2 separate regions of the Oryctolagus cuniculus genome follow, and region 1 is linked to region 2. Evidence: chromatin contacts called from public Hi-C data. All regions are on one chromosome and are shown on one strand. Each heading gives the region's core, a stretch centred on a gene start, on an enhancer-like site or on the middle of the called end of the contact. The rest is flanking DNA. Distances are from core to core; before and after follow the strand shown.

Evidence for each region. A called contact is a pair of places that touch in the nucleus more often than the background predicts.
Region 1: a Hi-C map of an unstated tissue shows a contact between it and region 2, with 5 times the contacts expected there. The contact joins the promoter of LOC100352972 here to the promoter of SLC27A5 in region 2. A contact is called at or near these places in 2 of 6 Hi-C or Micro-C datasets (ear pinna and an unstated tissue).

Annotation. Positions count from the first base shown.
Region 1 is chr18:427,764-434,493 of mOryCun1.1, reverse strand. LOC100352972 (vomeronasal type-2 receptor 26) reads right to left here and starts at 3,506. Exons shown (of 6, transcript XM_070063317.1): 1 at 3,458-3,506; 2 at 2,825-2,963; 3 at 1,071-1,362. The coding sequence starts at 3,506.
Region 2 is chr18:123,395-130,590 of mOryCun1.1, reverse strand. SLC27A5 (solute carrier family 27 member 5) reads right to left here and starts at 3,191. Exons shown (of 10, transcript XM_008249029.4): 1 at 293-3,191. The coding sequence starts at 1,064. It overlaps ZBTB45 (zinc finger and BTB domain containing 45), which reads right to left. Exons shown (of 3, transcript XM_051835292.2): 2 at 3,981-5,250; 3 at 2,662-3,454. The coding sequence starts at 5,250. The coding sequence ends at 3,198.

The sequences.
Region 1 (6,730 bases), core at 2,257-4,756, 300 kb before region 2:
AGTAGGAAGGAAAGCCCTACCCAGCAGGCCAGGAAATTTAGCAAGCGTAAGGCATTCAAACAGAGAGGAATTGACCCAAGTTTATAGGTTTCACAGTAAAAAATGAGTGGGTTTAAATTAGAATCCTCATACAATGCTGGTAGGAATTTCAAATGGGAAAGCCACTTTGGAAAACACTCTGGCAGTTTCTCAAAGAGTTAAACATCGAGTTATCATTTGACCAGTTCTACCAATATCCCCAAGAGAAATGTTAACATCAATGGCCACAAAGATCTACACATGAATGTTTATAATCACACTATTACCCAGGGTCAAAAAGAGAAAAGAGTTCAAACATCTGTGAATAGATGAATAAATAAACATACCAGAGAATACTAATTACTGATAAAAAGAAATGGAGTACTGACACACACAGCTCAGTGAAAGAACAGTCACGAAATACATGTTGTGTGACTCCATGGGTAAGAAATTACATAAAAGACAAATCTACAGAGGCAGCGTATAGGCGAGTGGTTGCCTTGGAGTATGGGGTCATGGCAAATGGTAGGTACTAGGTTGGAGTTTGTTCTCAAATTGATTGTGGTGATGATTGTATAACTCTGAACATATCAAAAGTCATTGGGTAAATTTTATGGTACATGAGTTAAATGTCAACCTGTTAAAAATAGAAGCCAAAAAGAAAAAGCCCTCAGACACGGCTCCTGTTATGGAAACCACACTGAGACCTGATATTCAGGACACCAGTCTGGCAGCGTGAGGCTGGTAGCACGAGCCCATGGCCTGGATTTAAATCCTGGCTAATGCATGTCGTGGCTGGGTAAGCTTGGGTCCACTGTTAATTTTTCTCTAAATCTCAGTCTCTTCCTCAATGCAGTGGGGATTACAGTTCTCGCAGAATAGCTTCTGGCTGTCCTGCCCTAAGAGGACAATGGCATCGAAATCGGCATCGGCAAGGAGCCTGCCCCGCAGTGGCACTGCCTCCACCGCGGCACTGCTTCCACCGCTCCACCACTGTCCTCATTGTTACCATCACTTTTGCCAGCGAGGGGAAGGGCTTTGGGGTAACTCACCTGGGGAAATTTATAGAGCCCCAGCAGCCTGGCCATGGAGACTGACAGAGCTGACCGCGTATCTCCAATCAGGGCAGCCTGGGGAGGGCTGAATCCACACGCGTAGTTGGGGATCGGCTCCTCCTGGCCAGTGAGAAAGCCCAGTGTCTCGTGGAGGGCTCCATGCACTGAGTCCCCAGAGTTGCGGATGGAGAAGCCCAGCGTGAGGTTGGGCAGCAGGTGGGTGTCCCTGTTGATCTCTTCAATGGCAAAGACAAAACCCTGGGCCACACGGTAGCCCCACCTGGAAACGCTGAGGGAGAGAGAAGCCAGTTAACCTTTGCTCTGGGTGCAGGGAGCAGAAAGATTGCAGTGAGCGATTTCTAGGTGTGCACATTCTCAAGAGCAGTGTCCCATAAGCCTACTCGAGTAGGCAGACCCGGCTCCCTGGGGGCCCTAAACTATCTCCAGAGTGGAAGGATCCCTGGGTTCTCCCCAGCCCTGTCCGCTCCTCCTCCAGCCACGCTGATGGCAGAGAAGAACTTACAGCCCACTTCTCACCGGAGAGGAAAACTTGTCATCTGGCTTTGCAGAGAAGGTTCCACCTTATGCTCACAGAACATTCTCTTTACCATGTGTTAGGTTATCACATTTGAAAGGACAAAAAAAAAAAAAACCTACTTGAATGAGCTTGTATCATAACATGAATATTATTGAGAGTATGCTTTCCAGGCTGAAGTGGTTCATTCATTGTTCTAGGCCTGCTTTAGTCCTTTGTAATTTGTGGTAATTATGCTTTTCTTTTTAATACAAAATATGTATACAAATAAAAAATTTGAAAAGGCAAAAAAAAAAAAAGAGCAGTGCCAACATACAACCCCTCATGCACATACATAGAACATAATTCAGGATAGCCAAAAGGGGACAAGGAGAATGAGAGATGTTGGTCAAAGAGAAGAAAGTGCACTTCCAGTTAGAAGGAAGAAGTTTCAAGATCTATTGCACAGCACGATGAGTAGAGTTATAAAATTGCTGAGGATGCATGCTACATGTTCACATCACAAAAAATGATAAGTATATGAAATGACAGATATGCTCATCAGTGTGATTTAACAATTCCACAATGTGTAAATATACTAACGCATCACACCGTGCTCCATAAACATGCACAATCATTGTTCATCAATTTTTAAAATAACCTGACAATGTCAAGTGATGCCAAGAGTCTGGAACGACTCAAAGTCTCATGCATTTCTGGTGAGAATGCAAAATGGTGCATTCTTTGAAAAGCCTTTTTGAAATTTTTTAAATAAAGCTAAACATATTTATTTTAAAATATAACCAAAAGGACTATGTCTAGAACTCCTGTCTTCAAGATCACATTGGGAAACTCAGGACGGAACTGGAAGATGTACACACAGGCAGAGATGAACCCCAGGGCCTGGTCAATTCATAAGGAGACCTGTTCATTCCACAACATGTATTCATTGAGCAAACACTCCTGCCATGCATCTGGCACTGTTCTAAACACAGAGAGATGGCAGTGGACAAGAGACAAGAACCCCTGCCTGCCTGTAGGGTTCATGTTTCAGTCAATGAGAAACAAGCGACCCTCATTTCAAACACAGATACAGACAAGAAAACAAAGCTGGACAGAGGTGCTGAGGCAGGACCTGGGACACAGGCTGACCAGCATTCATACAGATGGGACCGACCCTGGCCCAGCCACTGCCCTTGGCCTTCAGGGGCTCCCCACCACCCTGCTGGGCACTTACGCTGAAGACGGCAAGCCAGCTGGTGGAGCAGTGAAATCAAACAGGGTGATGTTATCAAAGGGAAAGATGGAGAAGCTACCCCCAACCACCACATCTCCAGGACGGTCGAAGCGGGGGCTTTTCCCTGGCAACCGCCAGCCTGTTGGCCCAGAAAGAACAGCCCCCAAGAGAGATCCCATGAGGGCAGGGAGCAGGGAGCACAGCCACATGCCTGGAAGGGGGCTCAACAGCTGGTGACAAAGCCCCTTCATCAGACTGAGCCTGACAGCCACAGGGGCTTTATCTGGAAGTCTCCCTTGATCAGGGACCTGGGGGCTGGGGACACACTTGGAACCCTAGGCATGCAGGCCAGAGAGAGAACAACAATGCTTACCTGGGACTGGGAGGCCACCAAGTCCCAAGGCCATTAAAAGTTTTATTTCCATCCCTCTGTGACCCCTCAATCCCCTCCCTCAAGTTAAGCATAATAGCTTTGAGGGGGACTGAGGAGCCCGTACTGCACCCTCAGGGACTTAGGAAGCCCAGGGGCAGCTGTGCCCTGGGTCACCAGGTTGCTGCTTCGGAAAGAGGCCCCAGGAGAGTTCAAGAAGCAAAGAACCTCCTGACCACCACCCTCCCCTCCTGATGCCTCACCCAGCAACATGTGCACAAGTGCGATGTCCCCAGAGCTACAGGTGACCATGGCCAACACTTCCTACACCAGGGCCACCTACTGGAGGGTCCCAGGCAGAGAAAAGGCAAGTTCAGCCCCAGGAGGCAGCTTGAAGGTTAGGCAGGCTGAGCCTGTGGGTCCTGCAGTCAGGGAGGCTGGGCTGACCCAGCTCTCACTGCTGAGCAGGAGTTGGTGCTCCACACCCCCATGAGGTGAGGCTATAGCTCTCTGCAAACAGAAAAAACTGCTCAATATCATTTCCATCAAGGATTTGTAAATGAAAACCACAGTGAAATAAACACCTGTTCACACCTACTAGGACAGCTATAATAAACATTTCTTTAAAATGTTTTGTGAAACGAAAATGACAAGGTTCATGTGGATATAAAGGAACTGGAACCCTGTTTATTGCTGGTTGGAATGTAGACAGTACAGCCATTTTTAAAACAGTCCACCAGATGTTCAAAATGTTAATCAGAGTCACCACATGACCTACCAGTTCCACTCCTTGGTACAGGCTCCACAGACACACTGTTATACCAGCATTATTTCTAAGAATTAAAAAAGTGGTATTAATGAGCAATTTTGTGTAACATTTAAGTAATCCATCCCCACTCCCAACGGTGAACTATTCTCAACTGTTTCTTACTAAAGCACAAATGATTTTTGCTTTTGGTTCTATGCCCTATATCCGTTTGGATTGATTTTTGAGTGTTAGGTGACCATATGAGGTATTCCTTTGAAGAGAAATCCTTTTACATTTCTTTAAGATTTATTTATTTGAAAGGCAGAGTGACAGAGAAGAGATATGGAAAGATCTTCCATCTACAAGTTCATCCCTTAACTTGCTATAATAGCTGGGGCTGGGCCAGGTCAAGAGCCAGGAACTGCATTCTCCCACACGGGTGGAGGGATGCAAGTAGGTGGCCATACACTGCTGCCTTCTCAGGCACATTAGTAAGATGCTGGATTAGAAGGAAACAATCAGTGGACTTGAACACACACTCCAAAATGGATGCAGGTTTTGCAAGCATTAGCTTAACCTGCTGCACCACAACACCAGCCCCTAAGAGAAATAATTTTTTTAAAAGATTCATTTATTGACTTGAAAGCCAGAGTTACACACAGAGAAGAGGCAGAGGCAGAGGCAGAGGCAGGGAGGGAGGGAGAGGCCTTCCATTTGCTGGTTCACTCCCCAGTGGCCACAATGGACGAGAGCTGCGCCAATCCGAAGCCAGGAGCTTCTTCCGGGTCTCCCACGTGGGTGCAGGGGCACAAGGACTTGGGCCATCTTCTGCTGCTTTCCCAGGCCATAGCAGAGAGCTGGATCAGAAGAGGAGCAGCCAGGACTAGAATCGGTGCCCATATGGGATGCCAGCGCTTCAGGCCAGGGCGTTAACCCACTGTGCCACAGTGCCAGCCCAAGTCTCTGTTTCATCTACTGGCGTGAGCCTGCTGAATCACGAGCTTCCAAAAGGCTAGAGCCTTGGCAGGTTCTTCCACCCTCAGTGTCTGGAACGATGCACGTGATCAGCAGCTGACCAGTGGATGTCAGTGCTCAGTCCCGGGCCTCGGAAAGCGGGTCCTCATCTCCTTCCTTAGCTCATAGCTCACTACTGCCTCATCTCAGCATGGGGCACTCCAGCCATCCTGAGCTGGGTCCCAGAGCCTGGAGCCTCCTTGAATATTTCTCACTCCCCACGTAAATTTCAGAATAAAATTATTAAAGGGTGAGGGGGTGGCACACATTTAGCTTAGTGACTAAGACACCAATCGAGATGGCCATGTCCTGTATCAGAGTCCCTGTGTTCAACAGCCTACTCAGCCTGCCGATTCCAGCTTCCTCTTAATGCAGACCTTGGAAGGCAGTGATGATGGCTCGTGGAGCTGGGCTCCTGCTGCCCACATGCAGTCCAGGGTTGAGTTCTATCTACTCCTTTGGGCTTTGGGGTGGGCATCTGGGGAGGAAACTAGTGAATGGGAAGTTTCTTTAAATAATAAACTATATTTTTAAAAATATTTATTCATGTATTTATTTGAGAGGTACAGTTACAGAAAGAGAGAGAGAGACAGAGAAAGAAAAGATCTTCCATCTGCTGGTTCACTCCCCAAATGGCCACAACAGCCGGAGCTGGGCCAGTCTGAACCCAGGAGCCAGGAGCTTCTTCTGGGTCTCCCATGCGGATCCAGGGGCCCAAGCATTTGGACCATCTTCTATTGCTTTCCCAGGCCATAGCAGAGAGCTGGATAGGAGGAAGAAGAGCAGCTGGGACTTGAATCAGTGCCTGTATGGGATGCCAGCACCACAGGTGGAGGCTTAGCCTACTATGGCACGGCGCTGGCCCCAGTAAACTACAATTTAAAATATTATTTATGGAGTCAGCACTATGGTGTAGGAGGTAAAGATGCCACCCATAGTGCCAGCATCCCACATGGGTGTTGGTTAGAGACCCGGCTGCTCCACTTCTGATCCAGCTCTCTGGGTGGCCTGGGAAAGCAGCTGGGAGGGCCCAAGTGCTTGGGCCCCTGAACCCACGTGGGAGTCCTGGAAGAAGCTCCTGGCTCCTGGTTTCAGATCGGCAAAGCTCCAGCCATTGTGGCCATTTGGGGAGTGAACCAGCAGACGGAAGATCGATCTCTCTCTCTGCCTCTGCCTCTCTGTAATTCTTTCAAAAAAAAACTTTTAAAAATTATTTTAAAATATTCAATATGGGACACACTGATATCACAAATATATTCATTATGTAACTTAAATTTAGCTGGGCTTTCTGAAATTTTATTTACTAAATCTGGCAATACTTCTGTGGGCAGATATATGGGACATAGTTATAGTAAAAATTACTCTTATTCATGTATTTATATTTAAACATTTTCAAAATATACTAAATATGAAACACACCCACACTAAAAAAAAACCCATTAACCCATTTTTATCTGAGATTGAAATCTAACCGGGCTTCTTGTAGTTTTGAATCGCTAAATCTGGCAGCCCTATTCTGGGACATACTTACACAAAACACACTCATATTTTAAAAATTAAACATACTACCGGGCACATACTTCTTCATAAAGCAGCTCGCTGTTGATGGGGAATTTCTGCATTCTGCTCGGAGCATGCGTCTAACCGCCCAGCAGTCGGTGATGCGGCGTCCTCGCCCTCGCCGACCCCACTGCCAAGGTGACCGGATCTCGGGTCCAGGATTACTCCCGGGGGGGCTTCCAATCCGCTCTGGCAGCCTCCTGTCCGCCACCTC
Region 2 (7,196 bases), core at 1,942-4,441:
GGCTGGGGGGGGGGCGCTGACCCAGAGCTAGGGCAGAGGAGTAGCTAGCAGAGACAAACTTGCGCATATTCTCTCAAAGAAGGATTGAAACAGCCCAGGTGAGGGGAGAAGACTGAGAGACTGGTGACCTCAGTACTACTTTCCCGTTACGTTTCAAGTCTAATCGCTTGTGGTGGTGGATGAGTGGGAGCAAAAGGCTCTGCCCAGCCCCCACCCCCACCCCGGACTCCTGTCCTGCAGTCCATCCCTTGCCCCGTTCACTTCCATCCTCTGCTGGCCCAGGGGCCCTTACCTGGGTCCACCAGCAGCACCCTGGCCCCCGAAGTCAGCACAGCATGCACCAGGGGGGCACCTCGGCCATGTGGGTTGATCCAGGCTACTGGGCAGCCCAGCTTGGTCAGCCCCAGATACAAACTCAGAGCAGGGATGGCGTGGGAGGTCAGCACCAGGAGGGCAACAGGCTCCCCAGGAGTTGGGCCACCATGGCTGCCCAGCTGAGCCTTCAGAGCCCACGCTGCCTGGCAGGCCCTGGCATCCAGCTCCTTGAAGGTGACAGAGCAGGCCCCAGGACCCGTCCAAACCAAAGATGTGTGGCCAGGCTGCGCTCGTGCTTGCCGCTCAAAGGCATCCACCAAGGTGTCAGGAGGCTGTCGATTCAAGCGTCTCTTGATCTTCAGTCCCAGGTGGATGAGCCTGACAAAGTAGGCGATGTCTGTGGGCAGCCAGCGCAGGCCCGGGGGCGGCCGTGAGGGTAGCATGGTCAGCATGAGGGCCGCAGCTGCAAGGCTCAGCCAGTGGGGCATCCAGGGGCTGAGCCAGGGTTGTGCCAGCACAGCCAGACCAAGCAGTACGCAGCACGTGGGGTCCCCCAGGAGCCAGCGTAGGGCCAGAGCCATTGCTGCTGGCCACAAGGGCTGCCCCAGGCCCCCCAGCAGAAATAACAGCAGCAGTAGAGAGGCGAGCTGCTGTCTTCCACCCATAGCCCCAGCTCTCTTCTGGACAAATGGCTGCAAATTCACAGGCTTATCTCTGTCCAGGGCTCCTGGCCGCAATGTCCAGCCCATCCACCCCGCCCTGGAGGCGGTGGCTCAGGCTCGGCTGGCAGTGGCTGCTCCGGTCTCCTGGTCTAGAACTCTGCCCCCAGCTCTTCTCCTGTTTTGCTGTTTATCTTCCTTATCAGCCCTGTCTTTCTCCAGAGGTCTTTCTCCTCCTTGGGCACCACCACCAGCCTGCCTGCTGTCCTGTTCGCCCAGTCCCCCCTCCCAGGGCTGGCAACTGCCTCCAACCGTGCCCGTTCTGTACAGGAACTTGAGAGACCGACTTTAGAGATGTTCCAGCAAGTCCAACAGGAAAGCAACAGGACAAGGTCGTCCTGGCCGCAGGCACCGCCTGATGCTCTGCCCTCCTCTGCACCCACCTGATGTGCGGAAGAGACCTGACCGGGCTACAGCCCTTCGTCCCCAGTGATGAGAAGTCTAACCTCCTTCCCGGGGCCAAGCACTGCTCATTTAAATGCAGCTCTGTTCCCTCCCACGTGCCTACTCTCTTTGCCCCACTTTTGGCATTGATGGAGATTCAGTCCTGGCCTTCACACGCAGAGCTGGACTGGGAAACCTTGTCCCCTCACCACTGGGAGGCAGTCAGAGAGAGATTTCAAAGGGGCCACCACTGGCCCATGAGCCCTCCAGGCTAGAGTCCCCTCTGTCCACTCCAAGTGCTTGGAATAGGGCACCTGGGTCAGGAGTTGCGAATGTGCTGGGGACAGATGGGGAGAATGGCTCCCCAGGGCTGAGCTGGTCAGGGAGCCCTGTGACACTGGCTCACAGCAGGGGTTGGGCGGCACAGCCGTCACTCACTGAGAAGCCACCTACTCTGGAACGTGGCCACCAATGGCCAGGGCAGGCTCTCCAAAGGTAACTTGCTCAACCATCATGCCCATCTGCAGGTGGCAGGGGAAGTTTTTTTTTGTTTTTTTTTTTTTTTTTGTTTTTTTTTTTTTTGACAGGCAGAGTGGACAGTGAGAGAGACAGAGAGAAAGGTCTTCCTTTGCCGTTGGTTCACCCTCCAATGGCCGCCGCGGCCGGCGCACCGTGCTGATCCGATGGCAGGAGCCAGGAGCCAGGTGCTTCTCCTGGTCTCCCATGGGGTGCAGGGCCCAAGCACCTGGGCCATCCTCCACTGCACTCCCTGGCCACAGCAGAGAGCTGGCCTGGAAGAGGGGCAACCGGGACAGAATCCGGCGCCCCGACCGGGACTAGAACCTGGTGTGCCGGCGCCGCTAGGCGCAGGATTAGCCTAGTGAGCCGCGGCGCCGGCTGGCAGGGGTTTTAAAGTCCAGATTCTGAGAGTCTGGTTGGAAGATTGAAACAGACTTGGTGAGCGACAGAGGGCTACAGGGTGACGGGTTTGTGGTCTCTCTCTCCAAGACCTATTTCTGCAGGAGCTGGCCTCTGCCCCTCCCACAGGACCAAGTGCTCCAAAAGAACTGAATGCCAGCCACACTCGTAGCGCGTCCCAGTACCCGGAACTGAGGCTCAGTTTACCTAAGTGGTGCCCAGGGAGGTGGGGGTGGCAGCAGGGGTACTGCCCAGGGCTGGGGACGTTGAGTCCCAATCATCACAGCTCAGCGCTGATCTCAGTGCACACAACGTCACGCACTCGTGCCCCATGGCTCATCATTGTTTATTACAGGGAGGGGAATCCTGAGGCCGGCCCCATGCCAGGGCAGGTCCACCTGGGCCTCCTTAAGCGCCCCAAGGGACAGGTAGAGCTCGGGATGGGGAGCCGGGGACTTCACCTCGCCAGACATGGGGGCAGGGAAGCAACCCAAATTCCACCTCACTACGACTAGTGCAGGGTGCGGACCGGGGTCAGACACACAAGTCCAGGGCCAGGTCCAAGGACCTCAGCGTCCAGCTCACGTGGGAGGGGCTCCAGTTCTCAGAAGCGGGAGCCCCTAACATCCCCTGCCCTGACCCGGCACGGCCCAGAGGATCCAGTGGGCTGGACCTCGAGGTCTGGCGTAGAGAAAGGGGTAGGGGAGGAGGAGAGCCTGCGCTGGGGGGAGGGCGTGGTGTACGGGCGGGAATATGGTCAAGGCGCTGCTGCTGCAGCAACCAGGCTCCACTGGACCGAGGCGACCGGCCACGCAGTGGGTGCAGCCAGTCCCCACCGAATCCTCAGGCCCTGGGCCCCCGTCAGGGCGCAGGATGCGTAGCCAGGTGGCGCTCCAGCAGCGCGCGGTGGGAAAAGACCTTGCCGCAGGCTGGGCAGGGCGCGCGCTCCGGCCGGTGCGTGCGCATGTGCACATTGAGGGAGCTCTTCTGCGTGAAGCGCTTGGCACAGACCGCGCACTGGAAGGCGCGCACTCCAGTGTGCGTGACCATATGCTTGAGCAAGTAGTCGCGTAGCGAGAAGGATCGCCAGCACACGGCACACTGGTGCGGCTTCTCCCCTGCGGATGACAGCGTGCGTCCGTTAGACCGCCCGGCTCTCCCAGGTAACTCGTGTCTGGCAGGGGCTTCCATCCCCTCCACAACCACCCACCATCCTGGGATCCCCTGCCCGACAGAACTCACACATACACACCCCGGTGCGTCTCCCTCCATGGGGGTGCCCTCTCCCAGACCCACACCGTCCCCGACTGGCAGCACCTCCCCACCCAATCTAACAGGCATGCTCCCAGCAGGGATCGCTGCCCATCTGGACTGCCCACGTGGGTCTCCCCTGACCGCCACCAGACCCACCGGCACCTGGAGACTCCCTGGGGCGCTGTTCCCCAGCCCAGCCACATCCCGGGCTCAAGACTCAGCGTCAGCTCTCCAAAGGCTCTGAGCACGTTCCTGCTCCCCAACCCAGCCTCAAGATGCCCCCTAAAAGGGAGGACCCCACTTCGGGGGTTTGCCTTGCCCACAAGCCTGGCACGTGGGGAATTCCATCTCCTGGCTCCCTGGCTCCCTCCACCTCCCGCCCCTGCTCACCCGAGTGGATGAACATGTGCTTGGTGTAGTTCTTCCTGGAGCTGAAGGTTTTCCGGCAGTGGCTGCACTCGTAGGCCGGCGGCTCCGCACCCGGAGCTCGAACAGGTGTGACTGGAGGGGCGGCAGCCGGAGCGGCAGGCTGAGCTGGGGCGTCCCCGAGCTGCACGCTGGGGGCAGCCTCTGGCTGGAGCGCGGGATAGAAAGCAGGGGGCGGGCCGGGGGCTGGTCCCGATGGGGTGGGAGGGGTAGGTGCGGGCGGCCCGGGGGCGCCCAGGTGGAAGGGGAAGAGAGGCACGGGCGGCCCTGGGGTCTTCACGCTGGGAGCATGGGGTGCAGCCAGGACGCAGTCGGGTGGGACCGGGGTCTCCGCAGCGGCGCTGTCCTCCTCGTGCCAGGCAGTCACGTAGCTCTCTGGGAACGCACCCTCAGCCACCGCGGCCCCTCGAAGGAAGTCCCTCCCAGCGCCGCCGTAGTCAGCGAGCCCGGTGGGTGCGGGCGGCTCCTCACGCGCTCTGTCGGCGGCGGCGGTGAGGAAGCCGGCAGCACAGTCCGGAAAGGAAGGGGGTGCCTGGCCCTCCCCCGGCCCGCCGCCTTCGCCATCGTCGCCATCACTGTCCTCGTCTGTCTCCTCCTCGTCCTCGTCATCGTCCCCTCGGTCGTCGGGGGCTGCAGGCAGCGCGGGGTCGGCGTCGGGTCCTTCCACCTTGGCTGGCGCCGGAGGCGCAGGCAGCTGCAGGCGTGCAGGCTGGCGCTGCTTGCGGCTGTGCGCGATGCCGGGGTGCCCCGGAGGGCGCGCTGCCAACAAATGGCGCAGGCGGTGGCGCAGCTGCGCCGGAGCAAGCGGTGGGGGCACGGGCGCGGGCAGGGGTGCAGGCGCTGGGGCGCCCGGGGCACGAGTGCGGGCAATGATCTGCGTGCATTCATCGATAACGGTCTGGATGCGGAGCACCGACGCCGCGGTGAGCACCTGCAGCGCCTCGCCCTGCGCCACCACGAGCGAGCCGCTGTACAGGAACTCCACGAGCTGGCGCACCGTTTGCGCGGGCACCACCGGCGGCACGCGTATCTCGGAGTGCCCCAGCAGCAGCTTGTCCTGGAAGAAGGGCGAGCCGGCGGCCAGCACGCAGCGGTGCGCGCGGAGCGAGGCCTCGCGGATGCGCACGGTCACGTCGCAGAAGTGCCCGCCCAGCCTCTGGCCGTTGAGCGTTTCAAGCAGGGAGCGGGAGAAGTTCTGCAGGTGGATGTGGTGCACCGCCTCTGCCGCCGCCATCTACACGGATGAAGCACGGATGAAGGGGTGGGGCGGGGAGACGTCAGTGCTGCCCGCCCCAGGTTCCCGTCCCTTCGGACCTTACAGGAGAGGATCCAGAGTCCTCTCCCCTCCTGCCCAGCAACCCCCCCCCCCGTTCGCAACTCAGGACACACCAGGACCCCTCCCACACACGCCCCACTCAGTCCTCTGCAGTGCCTGCCACCTCCACAGCCACGAGGAAACCCCTAAAAGAGGGTGGGAATACTAAAGGTCTATCCCCAACCCCCGTCCTGCTCAGGGCCCCACAGGACGCCCAGGGCTTGCCCTCCACCCCCAACTCCAAGTGAGGCCAGGGACCCCCACGCAGAACTGGCTGCCCCATCCCACCCAGAGCAGATCTCATGGCAGGAACACTGGTCCCCATCTCCACCAACTAGCTGTGACTCCTGCCGCTCCTGACTTTTTGGGGGGAGGGGTCTCTCTTCATCACATCTCTCAGCTTAGAGCCTCTAAAACCCTGTGTGATCCAGGCATCCCAAATGGGCGCCGGTTCGAGTCCCGGCTGGTCCACTTCCGATCTGGCTCCCTGCTAATGCGCCTGGGAAAGCAGCAGAGGATGACCCAAGTGGGAGACCCAGAGGAAGCTCGCCGCTGCTGGTTCAGGGCGGCTCAGCTCCGTCGTTGCTGCCATTTGGGAATTGAACCAGTAGAGGGAAGACTTTCTCTGTCTCTACCTCTCTCTGTAACTGTCTTTCAAATAAATAAAATAAAAATCTTTTAAAAAAAATAGGGGTACATTAACTAGGGTATATGGAGTTTGTCACAGGTGGTAGGGGGCACATCTGCCTCCTGGGCAGAGCTGTTTGGGACAAAGGACTGACATGGAAGGGTGGGCATCAGCCTGGCAGGCATACATGGTTCGGAGCACACTCTAGTCCGGCAGGCAGGGGTGCTCCCTGCAGCACCAGCTCTGCTTGGCATCTCCATGGGGCCTGCGTGGAGAGGGGGCACGTGTGGACTTTGCAAGGCTGTGTGGCTGGCTGGACAAGAGCAGAGCAGCACAGGCCACAGGCATGGCTGAACCATCCCTGTGCGTCTTGGGAACCTGTGGCCCCGTAATCCCAGCACTGTCCTGTCTTGCACCAGAGGAAAACCCCCCCAGAGAAGGCTGGCAATCTAGGAAACTCTGCCTCTTCACCCATGAAGCAAGCGACCATTTGTCAACAAGGATGCAGGGATGAGCGGTGGGCGTGGCAGTTAAAGTACCCCACCCACATCTCAAAGCTGAGTGCCTGGGGCTGAGCTCTGGCTCAGATGATGCCTCAAGTCTCTGGGTCCCTGGGCGCCCCTACCCCTCCTTGTAAGAGGCTGGGATGGCGTTTACAGCGGCTAGCTTCTGCCTAGCCCAGGCTGTTATGGGCATTTGAGGAGTGAGCTAGCAGATGAAGGAGCTCTCTCTCTCTGTCTTTGAATAAGTAAGTAAATATAAATAAAGATCGGGGATGAGATACTGGGCTCATCCTCCACCCAGAACGCCCGTACCCACAGTCTCAGGGAGAAGAATCAGGACACAGGATGCACCCTGAGACTGGTCCACTTTCCACCGGGCCCCCGGCGAGGGCCCCACTTAACCCTCAGGATCCACTGGGGTCTCAGGCTCCGTCCCTGCGGCTCCGCCTTCTCTTTGCCCCCAGCCGGACCTTTCCTCTTTCATGTCCCGCCTCTGCCCCGCAGGCCCCACACCTGCAGTGGCCTGGCTACCGCCGGCCTGGATCGCCGTGTTGGTCCTCTCCGGCGTCTATTCGCCACGCAGCAGCCAGAGGGAGCCTGTTCGGACGAAACAGGTCTGGACCCTCCTCGGCTCAGAGGCCTCCATGGCAATGAATTGATTCCTGGAACCGGCCAAGCGTTTGCATGCGCGAAGACTGACCTCCGCCCACAGCGCCCTTCCCCATCCTAGTCCA